Linked DNA regions of Gasterosteus aculeatus: region 2 is linked to region 1. The links are chromatin contacts, called in public Hi-C maps. All regions are on one chromosome and are shown on one strand. Each heading gives the region's core, a stretch centred on a gene start, on an enhancer-like site or on the middle of the called end of the contact. The rest is flanking DNA. Distances are from core to core; before and after follow the strand shown. Region 1 overlaps dock11 (dedicator of cytokinesis 11). Region 2 holds the start of kirrel1a (kirre like nephrin family adhesion molecule 1a).

Region 1 (3,015 bases), core at 302-2,801:
AAACAAGAAAGTGCAATTTCCTCAAATAAGCCAATTTACAATTTGCTATAGATGAGTGACGTTACAAGTACAATCTAAGTGCTACAATTTGTTAGTCGAGTCGAGGTAGAGTCTGAATAACTTAATAATATTTCCTCTAGGGCCTTGGATGCTGAACAGATGTCTAATATTGGGGAAATCTGAAAATGCCCCCCCAACTTTTGGGTGGTGGTCAGAATTCTTGAGAATTCGACGTTTGAATCATACAGTTTTTTTTCTCACATGAAAAGCTTTTACTATGTCTATTCTTTCTTGAGGTTTGCCTAAAAGTCAAGTCTGTTCTACAGCTTGAGGTGACCAGAGTTTTACCCTTTTTTAGGAAAACCTTCTTAAAGACCCAAACTCTCGTAATCCGTAGCCTCTGCAAGCCTTGTAAAATCGTTGCACATTAAAATCCAAGTTGAAGTTATTACTCCTGGATTTCTCTTTCTCCCTTCCCACAGTGCCTGCATGCCATGGAGACTCATGTAATCATCAACTTCCTTCCTACGGTGCTGATGCAGCTGTTTGGGGTGCTCACAGCAGCGACCAAAGAAACCCATGAGATTGCTGTCAACTCGCTGCGGTCAGTTTTACCACTTCGGTGAAACGTGAATGCAGTTTGTACCAACAGATGCTGAAGACAGACGCTCACTCTGTAACTGTGCCCTGCTTCTGTGCCTTCAGTGTGATCATACATATAGTCTCCAGATGTCACGAGGAGGGCCTGGAACACTACCTGCGCTCTTTTGTGAAGGTAACCCACCAACACAAACGCTGCCACAGGGGTAATATATCAATTCTGGAGGTTTCAGGTTTTTATTTATTATGTGTCGTTTGTTCCCCTCCTAGTATGTGTTTGTGACCAACAACCCTTCATCGGGAAGCTCTGCAACCACCCACGAGATGCTGGCCACCGCTGTAACAGCCACCCTCAAGCAAACGGCAGATTTCAACACAAGCAACAAGCTGCTGAAGGTGTGTGCGCTCTATACTTGCTGCGCGGGTCAGCTGTAGTACCGTTATTGAAAAGCAGGAGGCACAGCTTCACCGTGTCGCTCTAAACAGAAACTTCAGTCTTTGTGACCAGAGACGAAACCCAGAAGCATGTAGCTGCTTCTGTCTTGTTCCGTGATGGCATATATTTGGTATTTCTTTAGTCATATACCCCGGCTACACCATTGTGGAGCTTATCAGCATGTTTGGAAATACCCATACTACTATAACCCCATTCATTTTATCCCTTTCTGTAGTACTCCTGGTTCTTCTTTGAAACCATGGTCAAATCCATGGCCCAGTACCTGCAAGAAGGCAACCGCATCAAGGTTGGTAATGAGTGATTTCTTCTTCCTTCAGTCATTTAAGGTGAGCAGCATGAGACACTACCCCAAAGTGCAAATGTTCATGTTTAGCACAACCTCTAAAGCGAACACATATCAAGTTATGTTATGGATCATGTCAACACCGTTCAACAAGTGCGAGGCCTGAAGCGGTTAGAACAGGTAGAACTGGAAAGAAATGTGTTCCTCCTAATTATCCACGCCCTGCAAACCTGTGGGAGTGTGTGACGTCCCTGCCTGTTTGTCACGTTGACCTTTTGATTCCGTCAAAGCAAGCGTTCTGCCTTTACATGTTTTCCCCCGAATGTGTCATCAGATGCCCCGGGCCCAGCGCTTTCCCGACAGTTTCCACCAGGTGATCCAGTCGCTGGTGTTGTCCATCATGCCACACATCACCATCCGCCACATGGAAATCCTGGAGGAAGCTCGATGCATCAACCTGAGCCTGGCCAATTTCATCAAGGTCTGACCCAACCTGCTCTAACCCACTGAAGGCTGTTTGCTGGGAACAGTCATTCATGGCGTCTTGGCCTCCTTACATGACTGAGACTGACACTACTACAGTTTTTATTTCGAACTCTCCTCCAGAACAGAAATGTGTTTGTCGTGTCTGTTCCCTCAGCGGTAGATAATGCGCTAACCACGTTTTCTCTCCCTCAGAGGTGCCTGACCGTCATGAACCGGGGCTTTGCCTTCGGCCTGGTCAACCACTACATGTGTCACTTTGGTCTCAGAGATCCCAAGGTACATGCTCAGTGTACATGTACATCAGGGCATGCTGCAAGAACGGGCGCTGGTTTGCCTATTTCTAACCTGCATTTAGGAGACGTTCTGAGATGGTTTATTTGGGGTTTTAGAAGATAAATTATTATCAAGCACTTTTTGAATTTCTAATGGGATTTATTGTTATAAACTCTGAGCAAGTGAAAAAACAGAATTAAACTAAACTAAAGTATTTCTTATTTTGCTGATAAGATACTTATGCGTATCAGATTGCGTGCATATAACTGACTAACATGTGCCGTGTCTCATTTGACTAACAAATTCAACCAAAGTAGTTCCTAGCGGACTCTGTTTGAAAAGCGATATCTGCGGCGCCGAGTATTCTATTCGAACAATGAGGAGAATTATATTGCCACTCTGGGGCAGTTAACATACATTTGCATTAACCGTGTGTGGAGTCACTCAAATATTTGTGTCTTCTTTTGGCACGCAGGTGCTGACTGAAATGAAGTTTGATTTCTTGATGGCCGTGTGTAACCACGAACACTTCATCCCTCTGAACCTGCCCATGGCTTTTGGGCGCACCAAGATGCAGCGCGTACAAGGTGAGAAAGTCCCGACGTCACGTCCTTCCCATCTGAACGCATTATGCTTCATATCACACGTGTAACCACTGACCGTCTCTCACATGAACCCCACAACCCGCCCAACAGCCTGCTTCTGACCCACATCCAACCACACGCGTCCCCTCTGTTAACCCGCCTGACTTATTGGTTCACGCATACACGTGTCTCTTATTGGTGGCACGTCCCACCGACTAATTGATACGAATACACAAGCAAAAGTGATACGCAAACAACTACGCTGTGGAAATGCTGCATGGATTGTTTACTGTTTCAGCTCCCGATTTATTTATTTTCAACAACCCCCCCCC
Region 2 (3,127 bases), core at 98-2,597, 42 kb after region 1:
ACGCGCACGGGTTGTATTGGTCTATGACGCAAGGGGGCGCTCCAGTACCAGCGTGAGTCCCTTTGCCGGATCACTGCGCAGACCTGCGACGACGTCGGTCTCATGGAGAACCATCACCAAAATCTGTAGCCTACATTACATGACGGGAATGAGGACATGGCCTTTTTTATTCATCATGTATTTGGGAATCTGCTTTACAGTGACATCACCGCCTTTCCCCTCTAAAGAGTCACTGTTCCCGGAAGGTATGGTGTCAAATTACTTCGCCCTCCTGCCACTGCGTCCAAAAGAAAGTCTACTTTTAATATTAATTTGACCTCAGAGCTCAGTGTGACATTACGACACATTATGTTAATATGCTCAGTTATGTTCAGTAATAACTGACCTCTGATTCATGATATCTCTATGAAGATTTTAAATGTGACCTCTGCATCATTCTTAAAAGAATCTTTTTAAAGGATTTGGTGGTTCAGATGTGGAGGTTACGATGTCTCCAATGACTTCATCGCCTGATGAAACACGATGAGCAACAGAAATCATGCAAACTCGACCACAGCAAATGTGTCAAAATGATTACGCCCTTCTAAGTGGGTTTATTTGTCATTTTTTTCATAATGTATTTTTTGCCGGAGTTGGTCTGTGAAAGATCCAGGGGGGAGAGGAAAAACGGGGCAGTGCTGCTGACGTGCGAGAGAGAGAGAGAGAGAGAGAGAGAGAGAGAGAGAGAGAGAGAGAGAGAGAGGAATGCCTGTTAATGAAATATGACGTCAAATCAAACAGATTACAGCAAGGACAATACCGGAAGTAAAGCGTTGCTGCATTGAGTGAATTTCTATTATATTGTGTTTTTTCAGGTAATGTAAAAAATCTTATTGTGTAAAAGAAGACATCTGTACTGTTTCGTTTGTCAGTGGGCAATAGTTTGCCCACCCAATCCTTACATGTATAGGTTGTAAATTAGAGCATTATGATTGGGGGATATATATTTTCCCAGGATAGTCATTCATTTATCAACATTGTTTAGCAATGTCTCCCACCATGCTTTTAAAATCAAATTAGTGACCAGATAGTAATCCATTAATGTGTCCTGGAGGGTTTTGGGGTTGCAGAAGGCCCCGTCCATACCTACACCCATCATTATACTTTGGAAGAAAACATTGTATTTGAAAGTGGCAAATGTTTCGTTGAGGGTTGTACAGGATTATGCATGTATCACGGTTTAATTGTGATTAGCAATTGTACTAATAGTTATATACATGTATATATTTACATTTTCTTTAAATTCTCTTGCATACTGTACATCTTGCAAGGTGAACTTTATTTTGAAAAAGCAACCGACGGTTTCCGGTGTCTCGCGCTAGCTTTCCGCCTCAGCACAGAGCGGAACACTGACTGACGCTGAAGAGCGAAGAAGAGGAGAGAGAGGCGGACAAAAAAAAGGCAGAGAAATGCTGTAAAAGCGGAGCGCGTCCAAGTCGAGCCCGAGGACCGAGGCGCGAGGACGACGCGGGGGGACGGTTCTTTCAGAGCATAGTTGTTATCAAAGTCAGCAAACTCCCGCTTTTTGATGCTGTGCTCACGGAGGTCTGAGCCAATAACGGACTTATCGGTCGGCTGAACCATGCAGAGGCTGCTGCTCCTGAGTTTGCTGTTGAGTTTTCAAACTGGTAAGGCTGCATTTCTCCCTTTTTTCTTAGCGCATAACTCACGGAATAATGTCTGAATGAAATGTGTGAAACCACAGAGGGCTTTAACTCAGAGAGAGCCCTGCGCCCCTTTTCTGCCGGGGCGACGCGAAGAGAGGAGCGTGTAACGTGATTTCACAGCGTTCCCATATGAGCCGCAGCAATGGATCACCTCGGGCCTGCGTGCGTGTGTGCGCGCGTGCCGCTTCGCGCGAGCGCGCCCGCGCGTGCGATAACGTGTCCCTACCGCAGCAATGGATCGCCACACTTACACAAAATATTATATTATTATCAATATAATATATATCTATATAGGTATAGATATATATGACCTTTTGCGTATGACAGACCCCCCCCCCCCCCCCCACGCGACACAGGACGTGACGGGAATGACAGTGATGGAGCAGCGCTGCTCTACATGCCAGCAGCACCTCCACCCTGCTAACGGGGCTCAGTGGCTTGTCTGGCATTGAGACCACTTCCTCAAGCCCCTGGACTGAAAGACAGCTTGTATGGTTGCCCCCCCCCCCCGCCCCTAAGACAAAAACACCACCCACTTGTGTCCTACCTGCTTGACACAAAGCCGATCTGGGCACAATGAACAGCGGCACCCATGCACCCCCCCCCCACCCCTTCCATACCTGCAGGGTGCCAGGAAGGCTTGGTGTATCATGAGCTGAGTTGCTGGGAGACGGGAGGCTGTGGGGGGGGGGGGTGATGGCTATCATTTCTAAAAGCTACCTGTTTGAATGGAGGCCTATCTGTCCATCTTCTTGGACACGCCTCCACAGACCCCCCCCCCCGCCTCCCACCGTTGTCTACCTTGGCTGACCAGGAGCGTGCACGCGTCCAGTCCACCACTCCATCATAGGTGGTGGGTGGGGGGGGGAGGCGTGTTCGGGAGAGGGAAGGTATGGAAGGGGATGATGTCACCGTGTCTGCCAGGCTTTGTATCGCTCCGCCAGGCTTGCTGTGCTCAGCATCCCCCCCGTAGCGCGTTGTCGAGGTTCACACAGGCACAGCGCACTCTTCATACAGTGAAGAGCAGGCTCCTCTTCATCGATCCTCTAAAACACGTATGACACAATCTGCTAATATGCCCCCTCCCTCCCCCCTCTCTTCCTCCCTTGTTCTCTACATGGAGACCTCTTGCTGCGGTCACATGCTGTTGCCCTGTTTGTCCAAACTGTTTCAGTCCACATGACTAGCTCAGTGACACTGATGACGTTCATAAACACACAAACACACACACACACACACACACACACACACACTGATAAACGCTGCCTGTTCACGTGCTCGAAGCCATGTGCCCTATTGTCTGTGTAGGAGGCGTTACTGTAAGTCCATCATTGCTCGAGCACAAAGACATTTCGCTCCCTCAAAGACGAGATCAGCGGGCTGCATGTGGAGCTGCGTGTTGTTCAGTTCGATGGAAAATG

What was found. A called contact is a pair of places that touch in the nucleus more often than the background predicts.
Region 2: a contact with region 1 is called in a Hi-C map of whole body, with 4 times the contacts expected there. The contact joins the promoter of kirrel1a here to the enhancer-like site in region 1. A contact is called at or near these places in 3 of 6 Hi-C or Micro-C datasets (skeletal muscle and whole body).

What each region holds. Positions count from the first base shown.
Region 1 is chr7:10,520,585-10,523,599 of fGasAcu3.hap1.1, forward strand. It overlaps dock11 (dedicator of cytokinesis 11), which reads left to right. Exons shown (of 55, transcript XM_078105696.1): 24 at 483-604; 25 at 706-775; 26 at 871-996; 27 at 1,272-1,343; 28 at 1,675-1,821; 29 at 2,019-2,102; 30 at 2,575-2,686. Among protein-coding and RNA genes, the nearest start is that of LOC120821408, 22 kb to the right of the region's middle. Within about 2 kb of position 1,552, at least 3 of the 9 cell types and tissues checked have open chromatin away from gene starts, as enhancers often do.
Region 2 is chr7:10,562,398-10,565,524 of fGasAcu3.hap1.1, forward strand. kirrel1a (kirre like nephrin family adhesion molecule 1a) reads left to right here and starts at 1,348. Exons shown (of 14, transcript XM_078105705.1): 1 at 1,348-1,667. The coding sequence starts at 1,622.